Linked DNA regions of Mus musculus: region 2 is linked to region 1. A link is a contact called in public Hi-C data. All regions are on one chromosome and are shown on one strand. The core of a region is the stretch at or near the end of the contact, and the rest is flanking DNA. Distances in the headings are between cores, read along the strand shown.

What was found. Hi-C and Micro-C count contacts between places; a contact is called where the count stands out from the background.
Region 2: a Hi-C map of uterus shows a contact between it and region 1, with 4 times the contacts expected there. The contact joins two enhancer-like sites. A contact is called at or near these places in 1 of 15 datasets of contacts at CTCF or cohesin (the NIH/3T3 cell line), 5 of 484 Hi-C or Micro-C datasets (the HL-1 cell line, embryonic stem cells, nephron progenitors and 2 more) and 2 of 9 other capture datasets (adipose tissue and liver).

Annotation. Positions count from the first base shown.
Region 1 is chr1:45,329,828-45,336,029 of GRCm38.p6, reverse strand. It overlaps Col3a1 (collagen, type III, alpha 1), which reads right to left. Exons shown (of 51, transcript NM_009930.2): 14 at 5,883-5,927; 15 at 5,422-5,475; 16 at 4,826-4,924; 17 at 4,469-4,513; 18 at 4,254-4,352; 19 at 4,004-4,057; 20 at 3,788-3,895; 21 at 3,012-3,065; 22 at 2,369-2,467; 23 at 1,970-2,023; 24 at 1,718-1,816; 25 at 1,380-1,433; 26 at 1,216-1,269; 27 at 842-895; 1 more. Among named protein-coding and RNA genes, the nearest start is that of Col3a1, 21 kb to the right of the region's middle. Within about 2 kb of position 3,994, at least 5 of the 459 cell types and tissues checked have an H3K27ac peak or open chromatin away from gene starts, as enhancers often do. A contact at or near this core is called in uterus, where this site is marked.
Region 2 is chr1:45,417,391-45,423,592 of GRCm38.p6, reverse strand. It overlaps Col5a2 (collagen, type V, alpha 2), which reads left to right. Exons shown (of 54, transcript NM_007737.2): 10 at 1,154-1,207; 11 at 1,596-1,649; 12 at 2,319-2,372; 13 at 5,041-5,094; 14 at 5,952-6,005. Among named protein-coding and RNA genes, the nearest start is that of Col5a2, 83 kb to the left of the region's middle. Within about 2 kb of position 3,587, at least 14 of the 459 cell types and tissues checked have an H3K27ac peak or open chromatin away from gene starts, as enhancers often do. A contact at or near this core is called in uterus, where this site is marked.

The sequences.
Region 1 (6,202 bases), core at 2,745-5,244:
CTCTTCCCAATGATGGCCGACTAGGCCATCTTTTGCTACATATGCAGCTAGAGACATGAGCTCTGGGGGTACTGGTTAGTTGATATTGTTGCTCCACCTATAGGGTTTCAGACCCCTTCAGTTCTTTGGGTACTTTCTCTAGCTCCTCCATTAGGGGCCCTGTATTCCATCCAATAGATGACTATAAGCACCCACTTCTGTATTTGCCAGGCACTGGCATAGCCTCTTTAAAATAAGATTCAACTTACTGGTTCACCTGGTTTCCCATTTTCTCCTGGAGGACCACCGGTACCAGGTATGCCCTACAAATCAACAAAATTACATTGTGTGTGATCACTTCAAACACAGCTATGTGAAAGCTTTTTATATATAAATGTATTTTCCAGGTAGTTAATGACGTAATTTTCATAATTTTAAGGTACAAAATGTTTGCCTCATTCATTAACCAGTGACAGATAGAGGATAGTTACATATTAGAAACCTGTGCTCACATCTATATTTTTTGTTTTCTATATATATACAGATGAACTAAGAGATAAAGATAGATTAATTTAGCTATGTGGAGTTTTCACTATAATAGAGAAAAGTATGTGCATATAGAACTCTTTGAGTTCAACTCATTTTTAATAAATGAATATGTGCATTCTAGAATACCAATAGAAGAAAACTACTATTAATGCTATATTTCAGGATGGAAGAAAAACTTAAAAATTAAGTTTCAGATGAACATGTAGCCTGCTCACAAAATTTTGACGTATATTTATGTAATAAAAATAGGTACAAAAAGGAAATATGGAATTGTCTGTTAAAAACTAATAACATTTGAAGAACAAACTCTTACTTGTAATCCTTGTGGACCAGGGGGTCCAGAATCTCCCTTGTCACCAGCTGGGCCCTAGGTTCAGAAGCACAATTATACACTCCATTGTAAAATTGTCATTCCTAGTTAGTCTATAGTCCACCTCTCAGTAGGCCTATTGCTTACTTTAAAAGGCAAAAATGTTAAGAGTAGGGAAATCTTGATCTATAGAAGATATTCAAGCACATTAATACAACATATAATTAATGCCAACATTTAACTTGATAATAAAATAAGAAAGTCTAGTAACTGCTTGGTGAAATATTATGGCACAGTGGTAGAGATAACATACATTCTAAATTATTGACTTTGTTATATCTCTACCCTACCTCTATCTTAATTATATGAAAACTTACAGTAGGTCCTGGGGGACCCTGAGGTCCAGTCTCCCCATTCTTTCCAGCAGGACCCTACAAAAGTGACAGTCAGGGAAACAGAATTAACACATATAACAAGGAAGTATTGAGGCTGAAGATGGCTGAAATGATTAGAAAGCCAGAAATAAACCAAAGCTACATACTGGAAGGCCAGGTCCTCCAGGGCCACCCCGTTCTCCATTCTTGCCAGGGGCACCCTAAAGAAAAAAGCAAGGGTTTAGATACTCAAAAAGTAATTCACTAATAAAAGTCCAAACCCCATTTTTTGATCCTGCTACACATGCAAAGCCACACACACACACATACATACACCCATTGCCAACTATATATTTGTCTCTATTCATACATGCTGCTCAATTGTCACACATTCTTTCATGTTTAAATGATAGGCTAGGTATTAGGTGATTTTGCATTTTCATATAGAGGTCAAAGGCCATCAATCTGTCAAATATTTATTGAAGAAAGTAATTATAGAACTTACATCATTTCCTTTAGGACCAGGGAAACCCATGACACCAGGCTGACCTCTGGGACCAGATGGGCCAGGGGGACCAGGGCGACCACTTTCTCCTTGACTTCCCTAGTAAGAAAAACACTTGCCATAATCAGGACTTGATGAACAAATAATCTAATTATAATACACATACATATACACACACTCAAATCTATCCAATGTATGCATTTCATTTTTTTTTACTGGGTTAGTAAAACAAGACATCATAATTGTACATACAGGAGGTCCTGGTTTTCCATCATTGCCTGGTCCACCTGGACTTCCGGGCATACCCTAAATGAGAAGTATAGCAGTCATGTGACTTAAAATGTAAAAGTACAACATAGTTAACATGTACAACTTTGAGATTTACGTGTTTATATGTATCCTTGCAAATGTACTCCCTATTTTCTGCTTAAAAACTGATCCTAGTCAAATATTTAGTTTTATTCTCTTCCTTAATCTGTCTTGACCCATGGTTGTTTATTTGTTTGTTTTTTTTAAATAAGGAATTTGGTTTGTTTACTTTGAGACTTTTGAAAGGTATCATCTTGTGAAGTTGTCTTTAGCCTCTCATTATTTGTATTGTCTTTCTTCTTACCAGTTTACAGCATTAGTCAAACAAATGTGTCTCCTTACCCGTATCCCTGGACCTCCAGGGGTTCCATCTCGGCCAGGTTCTCCAGCTACTCCTCTGGGTCCTGCAGGACCTGGGCCACCACGCTCTCCGGGAGGACCCTAAGTTGTGAGATAACAAGTCATAAAGATTTTTGATTAACATAGACATTGACAATACTTAATCTATAACTGTTGGAGTTTTTGGCCTCTCAAGGACAGTTTTGTGTTGCTGTATTCTGATCTATAAAAATCATCTGTTTTAGTTTGGTTTTCATCTTGAAGAAAAATTGGGCAACTATGATGAATTTTCCATGCTTATAACCAACATTATTAATTGGAAGTAACTACTTTTTACACTTAATTAAGGAAATTTAATGATTAGAAGTTCCTTTGGAGCTTCCTCCATATGTGCAGATGATTTCTATAATTCTTGCAGTGACCCTGAGGTTAGTGACTTCTCACTCAGGACATGACATGCATGAAGTAGATTTAGTTTGTCAGATAGCCATGAAAGTATCAAAGTAGGGGCTAGAGTCACATGGTGATGGTTTGTGTTTTATTATCCGGTTACATGTCCTTCAGATATTTATTCTCCCATTAGTGGTATAACATATGAAAGAAATACCTATTTGTAGTAATGGATTTTAGGAGCTGAAGTATTTACCTTTTCTCCTGGGATGCCATTTGGCCCTGCAGGTCCTCGGAAGCCACTAGGACCCTAGAAACAATCACAGTTAAATATTTCAGTTTAAAAGATTAAAACCTATTCATACTTCATAGGTTGCAATATAGTTATTCTTGTATTACTAAGTTCTAAGTATAATATAGTATTCTTGTATTACTAAGTATTACAGAATGTGGGAATTAATTTAGTGGTAGAGCATTGCCACAAAACACATCATGGGGTCAGTTCCTAGCACTGAGAAAATAAAACAAAAAACAAAACCAAAACTCCTAAACAGTGAAATATCCTGAATCACAGGAAAACCAATCAACAAAATGTACAAACAAAACAGAAATAAGCACTCAGATTTTAAGTTTAAGCTAAACATGCCAAGAAAAACACTGGACAGAAGGGCGGGTGGTTCACAATTTATATCGCTTGTTTAATCTTTTGAGAGACAGAGTTAGGAGAATCTCTAAATTTGGGGCCAGTCTTCAGTGAGTCATTGTGTAAAAACAATTCACCATTACAGGCTTTCCTTGTGTCTTAAACTGTTGTGGAGGTTCATACCTCTAATCTAAGTAGCAGGGGCAGATGAGGTAGGAGGATTGCCATGACTTTGAGACCAGCCTTAGCCACAGAGTAAAGGTCAAGGCAACCTAGTTTATAAGTAAGACCCTGTCTCAACAAACACACAAACAAACAAACAAACACAAAAAAAATCAAAGGTTACTGTGTCCCAATGAATAGTGAAACAGGTAAAAATGGAAACCTACCCTTTCTCCTGCGGCTCCTGGAAGCCCATTTGCACCAGGTTCTCCAGGTGATCCATCTTTGCCATCTTCGCCCTTAGGTCCTGGAATTCCTGGGGAACCAGCTTCGCCCTGACAACATAAAGAATTTTGACTAGATTTCGTTGAGAAACGTACTCATTACTTTCTCATCACTCTGCAGTTGTCTGAGTAGCTAAGTCCTGTTGGCTTAATACTGACCCGTTCACCGCGTGCTCCTGGCTCTCCCTTCGCACCGTTCTTGCCGGGTTCACCCTAAAATGAAACGAAATCTCCATGTAAAAACAACAAGGATTTGACTAACAAAATCACAATTAGCTAGATGTTATACTGTCATAGAGCTAGAGGGAGAGCTGGATAACTTAAATGGAGAAGGAGCAAAAGGAATGTCAATATTTTGTTGTGAGAGTTAAACATAAACTTCCAGGCATTGAAGGAGAGACGAACTTACTGAAGGACCTCGTGTTCCGGGTATACCATTAGTTCCTGCTGGTCCAGGGGGGCCCCTTGCTCCTATTAGTCCAGGGGCTCCAGGAATGCCAGCTGGACCCTAAAAACAACACAAACACTCTCATTAGCAAAGCGTGGACCTTCCTTTCTACTGTCTGGCTTAAATATTTAATTCTTCTGTGTAAGGAAGAGCTGAGGGTGGGGCAGCTTACTTACCATTTCACCCTTTCCACCAGGACTGCCGTTATTCCCGGGAGGGCCCTAGGAACACAAGGTGAGAGAGCATATTATCAGAGCACATGGATTTGGAGTTCTCTGTTTAGAGAATATATTTACTGATAGGTATTATGTATTGCAGAGAATATGTTATTTCTCTAGCAACAGCACCTATACACATATACCTATATATGTGTATATATGAATTAAGTCAGATAGATACTTGTTCTAAATTATTAAAAATAAAGGAATAAGAGAACTTTAGTTTTGTTTATTTCCTGCTTGGTGGTTAGTGTAAGCAACCTGCACGGATGGACTAAGTCTAGCAGCTTGAATTCCCTCTTATATGCTACTTACAGGAGGCCCTTGAGCACCAGCATGTCCCTGCGGTCCAGGCTCCCCTCTTTGTCCTGGTGAGCCATTTGAGCCAGGGGACCCTGCAGGTCCAACTTCACCCTAAAGAGACAAATTCCAACATGTAAGTTTTCCTTTCCACTTTTTAATAACTTAGCTTAGCTTTCAGCTCTGTTTAAACTCATTTCCCTAAAGCTATATTACTATGGTTATATGCAATAGTTAAAACAAAGGATTATTAATCATAGCAACAAAGGACAATGGTAAATATGGGTCTGCCCATGTTATAGGTGTTTCCCAGAAAAGACGTTGGAAAAAGTCGAAGCACTCAGAAGACATATCAGGATGGTACAATACTAATGAGAATATATTATGCATATATATATGATATATATTATATACTATATATGCCATATACTACATATGTATGCACACATATTATGTATGAGAGAGAGAGAAAGGAGACTAGAATGGAGCTCTAAAGCTCTCTGTAAATGAAAATAAATGTACATTTGATTATTTTTATTGGTCAATTCTGAGAAGCAATCGAATGAATTTTTGTCTATTTTATACATTCTTCTAAAGAACTGTAGGCTTACCTTAGCACCAGGGGATCCAGGGAATCCTGCAGTTCCAGGAGGGCCAGGGGGACCCTAAAAACAACGTACAATTTGCACATAACAAAGTTGTGTAAGATAAGAAAGGGGTTACATCTGAAGTTTGAACATGAGTATTCCTATACACTTTTTCATTAATCCTGTGACTTACAGGATACTTACCTCTGAGCCTTTGTAATCTTTACATCCTAGAGATACTATCACTATCTACTTTGCATTTCTTTTAATCGGCATGTCCAATGTTGGATATTAAACACAAATGCCATGTACATGTCAACCTAGTATGACACCTACAAATTGTTTCCATTTCCAAGGTTAAAAATAATCAAGAAGCAGTATGGATTTGCTATATAATGATATAATATAATATAATATAACATAAATGTAATTCAAAATTTCTAAGCACTATAGAACAAAGCAGGATTAGATGCAAAGTTACTCACAGGTTGCCCATCACTGCCCCGAGCACCATCATTGCCTCGAGCACCCTACAAAGAGAAGTTTGTCTCAATATTTTCTTACTTATGAAAGATTAATTAAAAGTATCAGACTGCAATTCAAGATCATTAAACTGAATTTCTCTCAAATATAGAAAGTGAAGTTTGAGCTGTGTGTGGTGGTGCACGCACTTGGGAGGCAGAGGCAGAGGCAGAGGCAGAGGCAGAGGCAGAGGCAGAGGCAGAGGCAGAGGCAGAGGCAGAGGCAGAGGCAGAGGCAGAGGCAGAGGCAGAGGCAGAGGCAGAGGCAGAGGCAGAGGCAGAGG
Region 2 (6,202 bases), core at 2,338-4,837, 88 kb before region 1:
TTAAACTTTAGAATTCTCACCTGGAAAGGCATCTACCAATTAATCCTTACCGATAAAGAAGGACATGCAGCTTTCTTTTTTCATAGTTTATTTTTTAAAGTAATGTGTGTGTGTTTCTCTCTCTCTCTCTCTCTCTCTCTCTCTCTCTCCCTCTCTCTCTCTCTCTCTCTCTCTCTCTCTCTCTCTCTCTCTCTCTCTCTCTCTCTCTCTCTGTGTGTGTGTGTGTGTGTGTGTAGACCAGAGACTGAAGTCATGTATGTTATTTGTTTCTTGAGGCAGTCAGATGAGTGGTTTGCTCCAGAGGTGCCTTGTTCCCATTTCTGTTTACCAAGCACTGGGATTACAGAATGGCCACTATATCTGCTCAGATTTTACATGGGTGGTAGAGGCCCACAGTCTAATCCTGCCCATGCCTGCAGAGAAAATGCTTAATCCACTGAGATGTCCTCTAGCTCTCACAGTTTCTTACTTGTCCTGCATATTCATCATCTAATTTCTTTATATGACTCACCTCTAACACTAGGAGTTATGTTATGTGTCTTTGGTTCTAAAATAACAGAGCATTATTTCATGTCCTATAAAGTTCCCATAATTGATTTTTTTTCTAAGCCTCTGGCTTTACAATAAGATAATAAAAGTTCACTTGAAATTAGTATTCTTGTAAATTAAAATCAAGGTGGTTATTCTGTGGAATCTTGCTTGAAGAATATTCTAATACTATGTAGTTCCTTTCCACACCTACCAAATGTCAGTAAAACTATGATGTAGAACTATTTTACTTTGTGTAATGATTTAATGGGTATTAGCTAATAATATTTCAAAAGAAAAAAATCTTTACCTCAATCAAGGTAATCACATTGTCATGATCATCTGTATGGACTTTTCTGATGGTAAGTACTGTTGTCTGAGCACCCATTCTGTGGTAGCACTAGTCTATTTTAACACAAATTTATCTAAACAGACCAATGAACTAAGTCTTAATCTTAGTCTAATTTTTCATAATGAAATTACATTATATTCAGTGTCAATAATTTATTAAAATTATGTATCTGGGAAGTGTCAGAGACAAATATCAATATTGTACCTTGTCAAAAGTACAGAAATTGGTATGTTGCTTTCCTTTGCTTCATTTATCATTTGTTCTCAATTTTAGGGTGGTGTGGGACCCGCAGGACCTCCTGGTGAGCCTGGCGAGCCTGGACCAATGGTAAATACGGAATAAGTATGTCAGCCCATGGCACATGAGTCTACCTTGATGATGTATTGTGAGATTATTTGTTCTCCTAGGCTTTAGTAACTTAACAAGAAATGATAATCCTGGAAGCCCTGTGCTGTGGATGGTACTTATGTTCTGTGGATTTTAACTCAGAGTATGAATGTTGTAGATAGTATTGATACTAGATTTGAGCAGTTCAGTGGTTCTGTTCTTGTGCACCAGATCTGAGACACACAGATAAAATTCAGAACATTAGTAATGGTACTTGATATTTTTTCATTGTCTTTCTAGTGTTTGAATAGTATTGGAAGGAGGAAGTAGATATTCTTCTCAGCATTTTCTTTCTTTCTTTTTTTTTTTTTTTTTTCTAATTTCTTAGGGTCCAATTGGTTCTCGTGGACCAGAGGGCCCACCTGGGAAGCCCGGAGAAGATGTAAGTTTCTATAGCACATTGCTTTGGAGTCTGAAAGAGGCTAACAGGGAGCTACAAGGGTCAGGAGAGTATTCTGTTCTGATTCCTATTTCATTTCCTCATTCCTCCAGCTCTTATTAAATCCACTTTAAAATGTAGAACACAGGTTAAGGTTTTCCAAAATTAGAAAGATCTCATTATTATGAGAGTGCTAAATTATTAAATACTATCTCTATGATGTCCTCCAAGATTTTTATTGATATTTATCTTTGAAAACAAACAAAAAAAACTACAACATTTTGTCTTTTAGAAGGCTGAAAAGATGACTTACTTTAAACATGGAACACATGCTTATTTTATTTTACTTTTTTACTGTGCTGGAATCAAACTTGGGGGATTTTTCATGATAGACAGGGTCTCTACCTTGAGCTGTGCCCCAGCCCTTTGCATGTAAATTCTGATGTTCTGAAAGTGTTAGATCAGAACAGGTTATTTTGCACCCATCTCTTATCATTGATAACTTAAAACACTAGGATTAAATGTTACCAGAGATAGAGCCCGGGTTTTGTCTTTACAGTTTGCAGCATAACACAAAAACTTGCTATAGATATATCATCTGTAATTTGTCATGTAATCTCAGAGAATAGTATTTAATCTCTCTATACCTCTCACCCCCTCTTTCACATTAAGGGTGAACCTGGAAGAAATGGGAATACAGGTGAAGTGGGATTCTCAGGATCACCAGTAAGTAATGGTTATCAGTATGTTGCCATAAAGGTTAAAGAAAGTGAAACTTCCAGCCCATTGTACACACATGCATTAGACATTGGGTAAATGCAGGCACACAAGTGATATCCTGTTATGTCAAAATGCAAACTGTGGAGGGACATTTTGCCAGCATTACAATGAATTCCAGTTCTCAGAATTGCATTGGCCCCAGATGAAAACCTTAGTGCCAAAACAATTGTATCATGACTATAATACACATGAGTACACCCAAAACTCAAAATTTCCACATTTATGAAGTATTTTAAGAAGCCATCAATGTGACCTATTTACATCAATGTGACCTGAGTTTTGTTGAGCTCTAAATATGTTTATTGTATAGCAACTCATCTGTTTGAAATAATAACTTGAGTTTGTTGCCTTGTGTGTGTTTTTAATCAACTGGGGACTAAACTGTGGACAGGATGCTCCTTTGGCTGCTCCCCAAGTTCTAATGTGTCCTGAAATCCTTTATTAATATCCTGGGCCCTAAAATCTTAGGAAGAGATGCACTTATTGCCAGGATGTCTAACAGCTGTTTTATTCCTCCTCAATTCACCCAAGAAACACATATCTGTGAACTGATTCCACCAGAATTCAAGATCTAGAACACTGAACATTCCTCAAACCTGCCTGTCTGACTCTCATATTGCTTTGTTTGGTTTCTTTTAGTGTGTGCTAGATTAGAATGGAGAAAATAAGAGACAAAGGAAACAAGAATAATCCTCTATTTTGCCAACATGTGTAGTTTCTCTTACCCAACAGCCCCCAGCTTAATTCAGCTCCTCTTCATTTTAGTTCCTATAATTTCCTAATGTTTCTATGCTTATTATAACCACCCAGTACTCCATGACCCTCTGTTTACTTTCTGGAAAGTGATGAGGTTCATTGCTGGGATTTTGTTTTAAACAGAGGAATGTTGATCTCTTACTGGGATTTATAGGGCTCTAAGGATTATTTAGTTTCAATTATGAAGACAAACCCTCCTCTTCCTGCTTTCTTTCCTTTGCTCCCCTATCAGCCTGGGTATAAATGCAGACAAAGGCATGAGGTTTAGCTACTAGGACAGAGATGTCCTTTTCGACCAATTCAGGCTGGAAACTTCGGTGACCTTCTGCACTCTTCATGGACTCAGAGTGTGTATGTCCATGGGGAGGAAAGTACTCTGCCAGCACAGCACAGATGCACACTCACTGAAACAGCATGCATGTGTGCTGTGATGACAGCCCTGGGTCAGCAGAATGAGAATGAGTCTTTATGAGTATTAGTACATCTAGTTCATTTCCTTCTTATACTAAAGTATGTAATCACATGGGAATTCCCCCCACACCATAAAAGCTGAAGTTAACTATTATCTTGAAATAATCATCTCAGTTATTCTCACATAGACTTGGATGAGTGTACACTGAGTTGCTTGCTCAGGGTGAAGGGAAATATACATCAGCAAGAGGGAAGGTACGAGTTAAAAAGAAAAAACCAAAACACAAAAACAAATAAAAAAATCTTTAAGGGACTTCTTGATGTGAAAGATTTTCTATGGAAGCTTGTGTCAACAGAAGAATTAGTGGCATCTCATCTCTTCTGAGAGACGATTAGTATACCCTTAAATGCCCTAGTTTCAAAACACTAAAGAAATATTTACCCTTCAAGAAGTCACAGAAAATATTGCTCTGATATGTTGCTTATTCATTCATTTGGTAAATAGTGAATAAAGACTATAACGTGTGGAATGGAATGACCATTCTGCCATATGTGGAAATGCTGAGACAAGAGAAGTTCCTCTGAAAAGATGGGCGGAAGTGATGAGTTTCTGAGGCATTAAAACTTTCCTCCAGTCAGTTGCCAAGCTAATGATTATTTATAGCATAAGGCTATGTGTTAGGGATCTTACTGATGATTTAAAATTATAGTTGAAATTTAACAGTGGTTTGTTAGTAGCAATGTGTACTATCTGGGTATAGACCCTTCCAGTGGCAGTAGTAATGAGAATTCAATGCAAAACTAAATTCATGCAGGCAGAGAAGATGTGTGTGTTTTAGTTTCTGGGGCCTTAACATTAAAGAAAAATATATGAAAATCCTTAAATATTGTTTAAAAGTAGTTATACAACTAGGTTTCCTTTATGGCTGTAACTCTATTCTGTGTTTTAATGGGCTTGAGTAGAAGAAACCGAGTTAAGCAGAAATAGAAATGAATGAGTTAAACACAAAGCCACCCTCACATTTCCTGACTATTTTGGTGGATATTTTAGCCCCTCATTTACCTTTAAGCAGCCATCACTTCTACAAAGCTTGTCTTGAACACTTACTATTTAAAAGTTAGGATTATATTATACTACTCATTCTATTGCTAATGTTCAGACAACAATAAAAATAATCAAAATCCTTGGCTTACTACATATAAGGACCTTTACTCTTCTATCACAGATGAAACTCAATGGAAAGGAGACCCCTCCATACACTTATCTTTGTGTGTCACGTGCTCACTTCCAACAGTGTGTTTGTCTTTCTAGTTTTCATCACCCTAGTAACATTTTTATAGACAAAATCCAGTTCTTTCCTTTATTATGTTGCTGTAAATGATGTGTCCATTTTCTAAGTCATTTTGTTTTATTTGACCACAATGTGCCTATGTACCTTTCTCTCAGGGTGCTCGAGGCTTCCCTGGTGCTCCTGGTCTCCCTGGCTTGAAAGGTCACAGAGTAAGTTGCCTTATTTTCTGTTTTTTATTGAGTGGGGCATGGGGATAATTCAGTCAAACCCTTTGTAATTCCGAGTGCCAATTGTCCTTCAGTGCTTGCCATTGCGACGTTCTTCTGCATTACTAAAATCATAATGCTACCCTAAGTTTCCTCTGAATTTCATATGGTTCTATAAAGCTATACTGTGTTAAATGAAATGATATGGTGAGTGAAAAGATTCTCTGGCTTACAACCCCAGGTAATAAATGGATGCACTTAGTAAAAGAGACAAACATTGTATAGTGCAATGAGTGACATAATAAAAATGGTGATACTAGGTTAAAAAGTATAACAAAGAAGTTTTCTAAACTTAAGATAACAGATAGGTAACTATTAAATGTACTGTTCATAAGTATAATCTATCATCAGTCATCTGCTATATATGTATCTGTATTGGATATAGGTATTATCTCTTTATCTTCTCTCAAATTAAATATCTAAAACCAAGGCAAATCAATTATAAAAAATGGTGTAGTCACTTTTTGAGTAGTTGAAATTCCAAGAAGAATGTGTATTGCTGTATTATCTAGCAAGTAACATGCATTTAAAAACTTTATATAAATCTATAATCTGCCTAAGGTCACTATAATTTTTTATAATATAGATTAAATTTCTAGGAAGTCATTACATTTTTGATGACTGATACTTTAAGCTGATACTATTTGTAAAATTTTAGAAATATAGTAAGCAAGATTTTACTTGTGAGACTTGTTTGCATGAGGCACTTTATGTAAATGTGCTTTTTGTTCTTTCTTCCTTTATGCTTTTTAAACTGATGAAAGCTAAAAATATTTATGAATTTATATTGTCCTTTTCAGGGACACAAAGGTCTTGAAGGCCCCAAAGGTGAAATTGGAGCACCTGGTGCTAAGGTTTGTCTAACACCAAACTTAACTTACAGTACCAATTCAGTTGCTGTGGACACCTTTTAAATAAGGAATAATATGGAGAGGAGATGGACTTAAATAAATGAACATCCAAGTAAATAAAAAGTTTCCTGGTTGCTTTATTCTATGCAAAGACCTCTAGCCCTTCTTTCTTCCCCCAAATGATTTGTTTATATAGTTAG